2 separate regions of the Mus musculus genome follow, and region 2 is linked to region 1. Evidence: chromatin contacts called from public Hi-C data. All regions are on one chromosome and are shown on one strand. The core of a region is the stretch at or near the end of the contact, and the rest is flanking DNA. Distances in the headings are between cores, read along the strand shown. Region 1 has its middle 25 kb from the start of Gm46758. Region 2 has its middle 43 kb from the start of Gm39912.

Region 1 (5,257 bases), core at 2,044-4,543:
AAATTCTCTGTAATACCACAGCAATGAAAACAACTAAAATTTGAAATAAATATTTTTCCCCAAACTTTGGTGGCCTATGACAATTTCTTATAAATCAGACAATAGCCTCCTAATATATTTTTATCTTTCTGCCTATTGTTCCTTTAGTCTAGTCCTCCAAAGCAAGAAATTGTTGTTTTTCTTTTTAATTTTTAAAAATTGTATATGTGTTTTTGCCTCCATGCTTGTATGTATAGCATATATGCACAGTGCCCAAAGAGGACAGAAGATGGCATTAGATGCCCTAGCACTGGAGTTACAGATGGTTGTCTGACCATGTGTACGCTGGGAACAAATGCTCTTCTCACAGCAGAGCCATTTCCTTAGTCCTAGAAATTCCTGTGTCCATAAATTTTCTGACTTTCATATCTATTTCTTTGAAATTTCACCTTGTAATTAAGACATTCTTATTTCTTCTAATTTCTTATGGATATATTATTTTCCCTATCATGAATGCTTATTCTATTAAATCTGAAAGGTAATATGCTTAGTGGTGTGGCCAGACCTCAGTTGGTATGGTGCTCACTAGCATGAATGAAGCCCTGGATTCAGTCTCCCAGCACTACATTAAAACTTGGGCCTTGTGGCACCTACCTGCAATTCTAGCACTCTTAGAGGTAAAAGCAAAAGGGTCAGGAGAGTTCAAGGTCATTTTTTAACTATGTAGCAAGTTCAGTGCCAGCCTAGCCCTAGCCTCCATGAAACTGTCTTAAAACAATTTCTAAAAAAAAAAAAAAAAAAAAAAAAAGCTGGACACCGTTAGTTAATCCCAGCACTTGGGAGGCAGAGGCAGGCAGATTTCTGAGTTCGAGGCCAGCCTGGTCTACAGAGTGAGTTCCAGGACAGCCAGGGCTACACAGAGAAACCCTGTCTCGAAACCCTCCTCCCCACCAAAAAAATTCTTTTTCATAAAGTAGCATTCTCAAGCCCAGATCTACCACCATGGAAATCAATACGGAGGTTCCTCCACTCAACTGAGAACAGAACTCCCATACAATGCAGCTTGAACCACATTCCTAGAAACATGCTGAAAGGACTTTAAGTCAGCACACCACCGAGGTGTTTCAGGACCCACATCTACTGCTGTGCTATTCAAGATAACTGGTAAATGAATCCTGTCTCAAAAAAGCCAAAACAAACAAACAAACAAAAACAAAACAAAACAAAACAAACAAACAAACAAAAAAACCCAAAAAACTGGGAAATGGAGCCAGCCTGGGTATCCATCAACAGGTGAATTGATAAAGAAGACGTGCTATAGACACACAATGGGGCTTTTTGTGGCTCCAGTGAAAAGTAGAATTATGATGTTTTCAGGAAATAGGTGGAATTAAAAACTTTTATGCTAAGCAAAATAAGCCACACACACACACACACACACACACACACACACACACACATGAGGGGGAAGTCCATCTCTGTGTGGGCATAATGCACATGTTATAAAACTTGAAAGGGGACCATAAGGGAGAGGAAGAAATCTAAATGGAGATGAGAAACAGGGCAATGAGACACACAGAATACAAAAGCAGAAGAAGGGGTTCACATATTTACATGTGTGTGCACCTGTGCGAGGCCAAAGATCGGCTCTCTTTATCTGGACAGCTTACTGAGTGGGACACGACTTTACTAATCTAATGTGTTCATGGTGTAGCTTTACTATTTCAGGCAGTTTGGCCAGAAAACCAAAAGTTACAAAGGACTTTGCAGATCAGCAACTTCATGAAGGACCAATCAACTCTTCAGTAGAAACTATTATATGATAGGATATACTGCAAGACTGTGTCTGAACAAACGCCTCTTCAGCATCTTAGCACACTGTGTCCATCAATCCTAACCACTACGTCATGGTCCTTACCCAGCACCAGCCATGCCCCTGCAGTAAAAGACAGGTTTCCATCTATGTAGGTTCTCTAGACATCAGTAAATACCCTGACATTTCCCATCTGTCTTCTGAGGACCTTTCAAGTCTGTAATAGGTTATTCCCTCTCTTCAAACTAAAAACCAACACAACTTACTATCACAGGTTCTACTAGATTTCAGACGCCATAGGAACCAATATTTAATGTGAGGCCCTAAAGCATAGATGCGATAGAAAAAGTCGTTATAATCCCCTCTTGTGGTTGCCTGTATGTGAAATTTGAGAACAAGGAAAGGTAAGATGTATTGTCATTTCATAAGAAAGAAAGAGAAATCTACCAATATATACTGCTTTAAATGTGATGACCGACTTTCAGGATAGCATTTGAAATGTAAATGAAGTAAATACCTAATAAAAATTGGAAAAAGAAATACAATAAAAAAAAATGTGATGACAGAGTTCCACAACTAACATCTCCCTTGGCCCTTATAGTGATGCCATGAGGTAAACAGGGGGATACATCAGGCTCATTATTATGAAGATGCCAGACTCTTGGATGCTACACTTGAGATTTGAGACAGAGAACTAGAAGACAACTATGACTTGTGGCCCAAATGTGGTCCAGGGTCTGCTTATGTAAATACAATTCTATTGGAACGCAGCCTGCTGATTTGTTTACATAGTTGTCCATGGCCACTTCATCCACAACACAGTCTTGCTATGTAGTTCGGACAGAATCCATCTGGCCCACAAAACCTGAACTGTGCACCACATGACCTTTTTACAGGAAAGGTTTGCTAATGCCTGGTTCAAGACACTATATCACAAAGTTAACTCCCAAATATATGGGACAAAGTTATTAAGCAATAAAGGCCTTGAAGATATGAGTCAAGCAGTTCTTCATGGGACACACAAGTTGATAAATTGCCAGGCACCGAAGAGTTATTTATTTGTGTACATACCTATTGAAGCAGAGTGGCTTCAAACTTGAGTTCCTCCTGCCTCATTCTGGAAGCTGAAGTGTGCTACTGTGCCTGCCCCCAAAAACGTTTTAAGTGATAAGAAGGGTCCTCCAGGAACTTCTCAGTCTAAGTGTGAGTCAAGGATGTTGGGCTTGTTAGTGAAGGATGACTGCCTGACCATCCCAGCGAGCATTCATACCGCAGCAATGAAGGTATTGTTGGTGACATTTGAACCCTAAAGACTCCCAGCAGGACTGAAAGCTGAAGGGCACACTACAGTTGCTGAATTGGCTATCATTAGGAACGGAAATGCACATGAAGTGGGCGAGCATGACTTAGCAGGAAATGCATCAGCAGCCTCCGTGGCTCACACAGTCAGTTTTCCTGGAACTCACAGAATGCATTACATCTGTGTTTGACTTTCCCTTTGGAGCAAGCCCTTGAGCCTCCCCACACTCTCTGCTTCCTGTGCCTATCCTTAGTCCTTCACAATAGACTCTCCACAAGGCCCTCCCCTGAAGTGCTAGAGCCAATATACTTTGGAGGCCAGCGAAGGCGTTTAAGTCAAACAAATGCTTCGTGTGGGTCAGTCGTTGTGACTCAGTTCCTCCAAGGCAGTGATTCTCAACCTTCCTAATGCTGTGGCCCTTTAATACAGTTCCTCATGTTGTGGTGACCCCCAACCATAAAATTTCTTTTGTTGCTACTTCATAACTGTAATTTTGCTACTGTTATGAATTATAATGTAAATATCTGATATCCAGGATGGTCTTAGGTGACCCCTGTGAAAAGTCATTCAACTCCTAAAAGAGCTGTGACCCACAGGTTGAGAAACACTGCTCCAGGGGACCACTTTCACTGGTGGAGAGCCGGATACTGGGAATTTATCTACAATCCTGCATGCCTGCTTACTTTGTGACATTCAAGCTTAAGGACAGAGGTCACAATACAGGAATTCGTCTTCATCACACCAGGACTATGTGGCTGACAGGACAGAAACAGATTGTAAACAAATAGAAACCAAAGTGGCACTGTGGGAATTTTACAGAATTACTTTTGGCTGTTTGTTTTGTTTCTCTTTTTTTGAGACAAAATCTCAGGACGTAGTCCAGGCTGCCCTCAGAATCACAGTGCTCTTCCTGTACCAGCATCTTCAGTAGTAGGTTCACAAGCAGGCGCAGACACAAGGGGCTTGTAAACCAAATCCTTTATCTGAAAAAGACGACATCTGAGAAGAGTTTTCTCAGATTGAACGCAGTTCTTCAAATGCTCACAAAATAAACATTTGAGGTTGGAAAATTGAAGGAATTTTTTTTCTAGTTTCATTTCTCTTTCTAAGATAGGGTCTTGTGTAGCTAAGGCCTGGACATTGTGATCATACATCCCCTGGCTTCTAAGTGCTGGGATTGCAGGCCTGCAACACCGGGACTGGCTAAAGTAGTTCTGTCTGATAAATAATAAAAGGGCAAGATAGAATCAGATAAATTAAATATCTAATTATATGTTTATGCTTCTTATGCAAGATAACATTACCAGATGATGTGAAGAAGCAATCAATGTGATTTTTATCTTGTACTAATGAAGGGAAGAAAAGCAGTAATCGGAGGAAACTTAATTAGCAAAAGTATGCCGTTGCTTCTATTTCATTTTCGTGGCTTGCTTTGAATTCCCTATTATTTTGTTAAGTATTTTGTTTTGTATTTAATTGTATATTTCTTTACACATAGAAAACCCTAAGATTATAAAGCATCAAATACCCTCTACATTCCCCCCTTTACTTCCATGGGGTGTGTGTGCATAGTCTATGTTTATATCTGTTTCTCTCTGTGGTTTTGTGGTGTGTGTGTGTGTGTGTGTGTGTGTATCTTGGAGTGAATCTTAAAGACCCTCCCAAGCAGCCAGCAAATCCAGCCTGACGGATGCTTGCTATACTCTGTTAGAATATCTCCTTAGCACAGTGGCCTTTCTTGACACCCATATGAGTTTCACACTCAGTGACATCCTATCCACTTACCTTGAACTATTTCACCTTATTAGGTTTCTTTCTTTCTTTTCTTTTCTTTTTTCTTTCTTTTTTTTTTTTTTATTTCTTTTTGGACAGGTTACTGTGTAGCCCTGGCTATTCTGACACTTACTCTATAGACCAAGCTGGTCTTGAACTCACAGAGATCTGCCTGCCTCTTCCTCCAGAGTTCTGAGATTAGAGGTGTGTACCACCATACCCCACCCAGCACTATATTCCACCCAGCATCCTTTAGTACTTTAGTAGCTTGCTTATGACCAACCTGTGTGCAGTTTCTCCAAGTAGAATGCAAGACACAACCACCGTGGACCTAGTCACTGCCCGTGCTCTGGGCAAAGCTTCCCAGGAGTGTAACTGGTTTCAAAACTCTG
Region 2 (5,630 bases), core at 2,339-4,838, 76 kb after region 1:
TCTAGCGCTCTCATACAATGTTCCCTAAACCTTTAGAGTAGGTATTGTGTCAATGGGGGATTAGCACCCCCCCCACACACTTGGCTGTTCTCTGCACTTTGACCAGTTATAGATTTTTGTAATGGTTTCTGTCCCCTGACAAAAGAAGCTTCTTTTTGATGAAGATGGAGAGATACTCTTTTTTTTAAAATATTTATTTATTTATCATATGTAAGTACAGTGTAGCTGTCTTCAGACACTCCAGAAGAGGGAGTCAGGTCTCATTACGTATGGTTATGAGCCACCATGTGGTTGCTGGGATTTGAACTCAAGACCTTTGGAAGAGGAGTCAGTGCTCTTACCCACTGAGCCAACTCACCATCCCTGGAGAGATCATCTTGCCTGTGAGCATAAGGATAGAGATTTAGAACTCAGTTGGTAATTATACAGGTTTAGGAAAGTGGGTGTAGTAGGTTCTCCTGCATGGTCCATGGCCACACCAGCCCACTGCATCTTGGCTGAGTTCACAGTACCAGGCATGAAATCCATCCTACTGAGCAGGCTTTAAGTCTAACTAAGTGGCTGTTGATTGTCCCCAGGATGTAAGTGCCACTATGGCACCACTGAGGATGGACCTCAGTGCTTGTCCTTGTTGTGCTCTTGGGCTTTACGTTGGGTAGGATCCTGACTCGTTTTTTCCCCTTAGATGCTTGTATCAATGCCTTTGGATACTACGAATGCATGTATTCAGCAAAGAAGCTTTCATGGTGTTTCACATCAACTTTTCCAAGCCCAGTGTCTAAAGTGTATGGATCTTCAGCAATAGGGTCTGACGTTCAGGTTCTGGGAGGCAACCAAATGCAACAGCAATAGCTGATACCATTTTGTGAGTCTTATAGACTAACCCTGACAAACAGCTAGAAGGGAGATTCTCCATTCTTGACACTCAGCCTTTGGCTTTCTGGGGATCATTATCACTCCAAATAGTACACACTCACACACACACACACACACACACACACACACTCACACTTATTATATAGTGTTCTAAAACAAGCATAAAATAATACTTCCCTGTAAATTTTCAGTTCTCCTTAGAATTCTTTATCCATCCTCCCTCCTCGTCCCTCAGTATTGCCATCTTTTCCAGGAACTTCTAGTTCTCCTCCTACGCCTTTCAAGCATGTAGTAGATTACAGATTATAGACTACCATGGCCAGTTCTTGAACAGAAATTGTCAAACAATGTTTGGGGTCCTTCCTTAAGAGATTACTGCTTGTTTTATTTAGCCCTGGTTCTTTTTCCCCTATCAATCTGTCTACCCATTTATTTATATTTTTATGTGTGTTTACCCAAATGTATGTGTGTGCTCACATACATGTGGGCACACTTGCATACATATGCATGTAGAGGCGCAGAGGTGATGTCATGCATCCTTCCAGATCACTCTCCATCCTTTTCATGGAGGCAGAGCTCTCAGTTGAACCCAGAGTTCATTGATGAGCCAGCTTCTCCAGGGCATCCCTTGTTTTTGCCATCCAGTGCTGGGACTACAGGCTAACCACCAAACCTACCCACTTTCTCTACACTTCCTGGGGATTTGAACTCCAGTGCATATGGTTATGCAGCAAAGACTTTATACAGCTAGCCATCCCCCAGACCCAAGTCCTAACTTTTAGTAAATGACATTTTATTATAAAATAAATAAGTACATAAGCTTAAAATGGAAAATTATAGGTTAATATAACTTTATCATCTAGATAAACTTTTTGAACTTATCATACAACAGAACAAGGGTGAATCTGAAGAAATTATGTCTGAGGAAAGGATTCATCATTTGCTTTAATCGTTTCCTAAGATGTTACTAAACATGAGGTCATCCAATTTATACAGCAAGATAATCTCTTATTCTTCTGGAAATTTTCAAAATACAGCCAGCATGTTTTCTGACTAGCCCCACTTCCTGTGGTGGGGCTTAAACATCACACCAGCCAAACTTCATTAGCTGCTAAGATTTCCAGAACCTGGGATCACATGATAATCTTGTAAAATAGATAGCCAGCATTTCTTTGCTAAGTGCCACATATGCTGATTTTTTTTTTTTTACAAAGAATTAAAAAGAAAACACACACACACACACACAATCTCAAGTGGCTCCAAGTCACACGCTATTATCAGCTCCATCCCCAGGGAAGTCTGGGGAGTCCCTCTTCCCTCACTGATGGCTCTAGTTATTCCAGTATTTCACACTGAACAAATAATAACCCCTCCACCCTTCCAGGTTCTGACTGACTGCTAGTTCTGGAACAGTTACTAAGGATAACTTTTAATTCTGTGCTGGTTCATCATCGAGTAAAATAATGAAAATTTTATTTTCAATTCATTTTCCCCACCTTTCATCACTTAGACAATACCAATCTTCCAACATTTTCAATTACAAAATAAAATAACACAGCCTACTAGAACCACCCTTGACTACAGTGTGATTTTTTTTTTCAGCAATGCGTGGGAGCTTTAGGGTCTTCTGCAAGCAGAGCCGCCATATTGGGGCTGTACCACAAGGGGTGGGCCACACAGATATGCCCACAGGGCTCACAGGGCTCTTTTTCAAAACTGCTTCTAAAGCCAATTTCTGATATTTCGTTTTGTTCTTTTAGCTTGCCTTTTGACGCCACTTGAGGGGAAAACTGAATTCTACGTTCTCAGAATTTGTTCCACTTCTTCATCTTGGACTTTAAAAACTATCTTTTTAATGATTCGGAACTGGTTTTAACCCTTCATATGATGTGGTTAACCCCGTTCACAGATATGTCAAGAGGTAAAGACACGCCAGTATGGTATCTATCTCCTCCTTTGGAAAAGTGCAGGGACAACCACTCATTTAAAATAAGTTCATCTGGCTCCCACTCCTATACACAGAGCGCACATCTGAGTCAACTCCTCTTCCTCAGAAGCCTTTGTTAGTTTCCATGGGAAAACTGCAAAACTGCTCAAATGTGGGCATGTTATAATTAGAACCAAACGTGGGCTTTATGGGACCTGTCAGGATGTTTCTAGGAAGCCTGCTCAGTGTCGGCTTCCTGAGACATCCTTTCCCTACAACCATGACTCATCCCTGCTTCTCCTAACTCACCCCCACTTGTTCTGGGATGGAAGGAGTCCCACACGCTCCAAATACAGATGAGAAAGCTGGTGTCCAGACCATGAATAAGAGCACCGGTCTAGGGCTTGTGGAAGTGGGGCAAAGGATTTTGCTGGGTACATCTGAGGCCAGCAATATGGCGGGTGCATATTTATCACACATGGAGAGACTCATTTCTTTGGCAACCTAGCCCACTCGCTAATCCTCCCAAGCCCTTCCATTCCAACTCCTTTCTTCCTTTCATGAAAACACAGTACAAATTCTCTGCAAAACAATGAATCTGCTCCTCAGGGGAATGTACAAGTCAGAAAAGCTTTTAAGAAGAAAAGAGGAGCCAAGGCCTTTGCATAAGCAGGCCAGCTGCAGAGCCTCCAGAGAGGAGGGTGAGGAGACCGCTCCCGCTCCCTGCAGCCCTGGCCCCAAACCTCCTAGCTACCGCCTGTCTCCGCTGGCTTCCCACAACTCTAAACAGGCCAGCCCACACCTCCGGGACTGCACCCCTGTCATTTTCAGGAAACGAGATGTTCAGAGTCCATCCTGGCATTTCTGTGAACTCACAGAAATAATTCATTGACTCACAGAACCGAAAGAGATGATCTAGTCACTTTTATTTTTAAAATGAGAAAAATGCAGCCAGAACAGTTCCTCTGACCTACCCAGGCGCGCTCAGCTGGGAGGGCCGACCAGAATTCCTATCTCCTTTCCCTCTCTTCCAGTGTGGTTTGCACCTGAGCTGGTCAAAGCAAATCCGAGGTAGATTTGCTGTTTTCTGCTCAGCCTTCTTCCTATTGTTCTGGAAAACACCCTTCCAGTTTGTGTGATGGATCAGCTGAGCCAAAACTGATTCTAAAGAAGCATGCCTAGTACTTGTTAAAACTAGAGCACTCTAGGCCTTTCCTTGGAAGGTCTTGGATGGAGACTTAAAAAAAAAAATCAGTTTCCCAAGTGAGTCTTCTGGTGAGGCCAGTTCGGGGATTAACATCATAAAGCAACCCTGGGGGACAAAAGGGATCTTTGATGGCTGGGTACCCCAACAAGAATAGAAGAGCCATGCTGGGGACCAAGAATTTTGCCTTTTAGCTGCTTTTTTTAGTGGGTTAACCACTAGACCACACTTCCTCTCTTGAAGAAGCAAGGAATTAAAATCAAAGGTTTACTACTGATTCATGCTGCCTGCTAACACGGCTTATTGCGACATGCTGTGACCCTATGCTCCAAGGCTTGGAAACAGATGTGGGGAGGGAGCGGCCTGAAGGTCTGCTGGGTGGGGGAGGCAAGACGGCAGCTGGCCAAGGGAAGAACTTCCTCTGCAGCTCAGCTTTTAGCAGGAGTGGAAGTTAGTCTAAATTGTTACCATGCAGATCTGGAATCTTTTTTTTTTTTTCAATTGCCTGGCTCCGATTCCAGGTTTGCTCCATTCTGTATAAAACAAAAACCAAAAAACTGAGAATTTGGTAATGAATTCTCCTGCCCTGACTTTTGCCTCTGCCCTCCTCAAAATGTATGTTATGAAGCTACAGGTTTAGCCCCCTCCCCCTGGACCCTCACTCATGCCCATGTTAAAGGAAGTACAGAAAAGTTAAGCAACCTGCCCAAGGTTACAGTAATTCCAGTACTGCAGTTGCTTGATTAAGAGTGTAACTAGGCCATTCTCAGCTGCACTCTCCAGGCCTCCTTTAATATATGCTCATCATTAGGCAGCTGAAAAAAATGTTTGGGGTTACTTCACCCTCCCCTCCCCAGACCCCTCCACCTCCCACCCTCCCCCAATGGCAAAATGCAAACCCTTAAGTACTTCTGCAAACATATGCAACAATCTCTACAGCTGTCCGGTCCTTGCCTTTGCTGTGTTCCCGCCTATGGACTATTTAGAAAGAACCACATTGAAGAAGGCTGAGGAGTGGGATCAATGGACTCCAGGTGGTTGGGAGAAGAAAACGATTTTGTTTTCTTTTCTGCCTTTTCTCCTTCTGCTCCTCTTTCTTTTCAAATGGAAATTGTTTTCATATGAGACACTTCCTAGCTTGTATCTGGAAAACTGGAAAATCTGTCTGAGGTCATGCTGTAAATATTGAAGAGAAAAAGCTTTCAACCTTGAACTAACAGCTGACTATGAGGATAAGCCAGAGTAAAGCATTCTCAAAATCCTGGTGTCTTGGAAAGTTCACTTCATGCCCTCTCTTGCTGCCGTGGAAAGGCAATCTAAATTCATTCAAAAGCTTGTAACACAGGACCCGAATCGAAGATGATATGTTCAGTGCTGACGAGGTATCAGTGTGTATAGGAGCTTGTGGACAACACTAAGTACCTTGATTTGATTCCCCACCTCCCCCCAATCCTCACATGGTAGAAAGAAAAACCATGCCTGAAACTTGTGTTCTGACCTCCACATGCACACTGTGGCATACAGGCATATCTTCTCTTCAGTTAAATAGATAGATAGATAGATAGATAGATAGATAGATAGATAGATAGATAGAATGATATATATATAAATGTATATAATATA

Evidence for each region. A called contact is a pair of places that touch in the nucleus more often than the background predicts.
Region 2: a contact with region 1 is called in a Hi-C map of embryonic stem cells, with 3 times the contacts expected there. The contact joins two enhancer-like sites. A contact is called at or near these places in 1 of 15 datasets of contacts at CTCF or cohesin (the NIH/3T3 cell line), 1 of 484 Hi-C or Micro-C datasets (embryonic stem cells), 2 of 115 datasets of contacts at active chromatin or transcription factors (CD8 T cells and embryonic stem cells) and 1 of 9 other capture datasets (liver).

What each region holds. Positions count from the first base shown.
Region 1 is chr2:116,939,343-116,944,599 of GRCm38.p6, forward strand. No RefSeq gene overlaps it. Among named protein-coding and RNA genes, the nearest start is that of Gm46758, 25 kb to the left of the region's middle. Within about 2 kb of position 3,294, at least 97 of the 459 cell types and tissues checked have an H3K27ac peak or open chromatin away from gene starts, as enhancers often do. A contact at or near this core is called in CD8 T cells, the NIH/3T3 cell line, embryonic stem cells and 1 more, where this site is marked.
Region 2 is chr2:117,014,978-117,020,607 of GRCm38.p6, forward strand. No RefSeq gene overlaps it. Among named protein-coding and RNA genes, the nearest start is that of Gm39912, 43 kb to the right of the region's middle. Within about 2 kb of position 3,589, at least 166 of the 459 cell types and tissues checked have an H3K27ac peak or open chromatin away from gene starts, as enhancers often do. A contact at or near this core is called in CD8 T cells, the NIH/3T3 cell line, embryonic stem cells and 1 more, where this site is marked.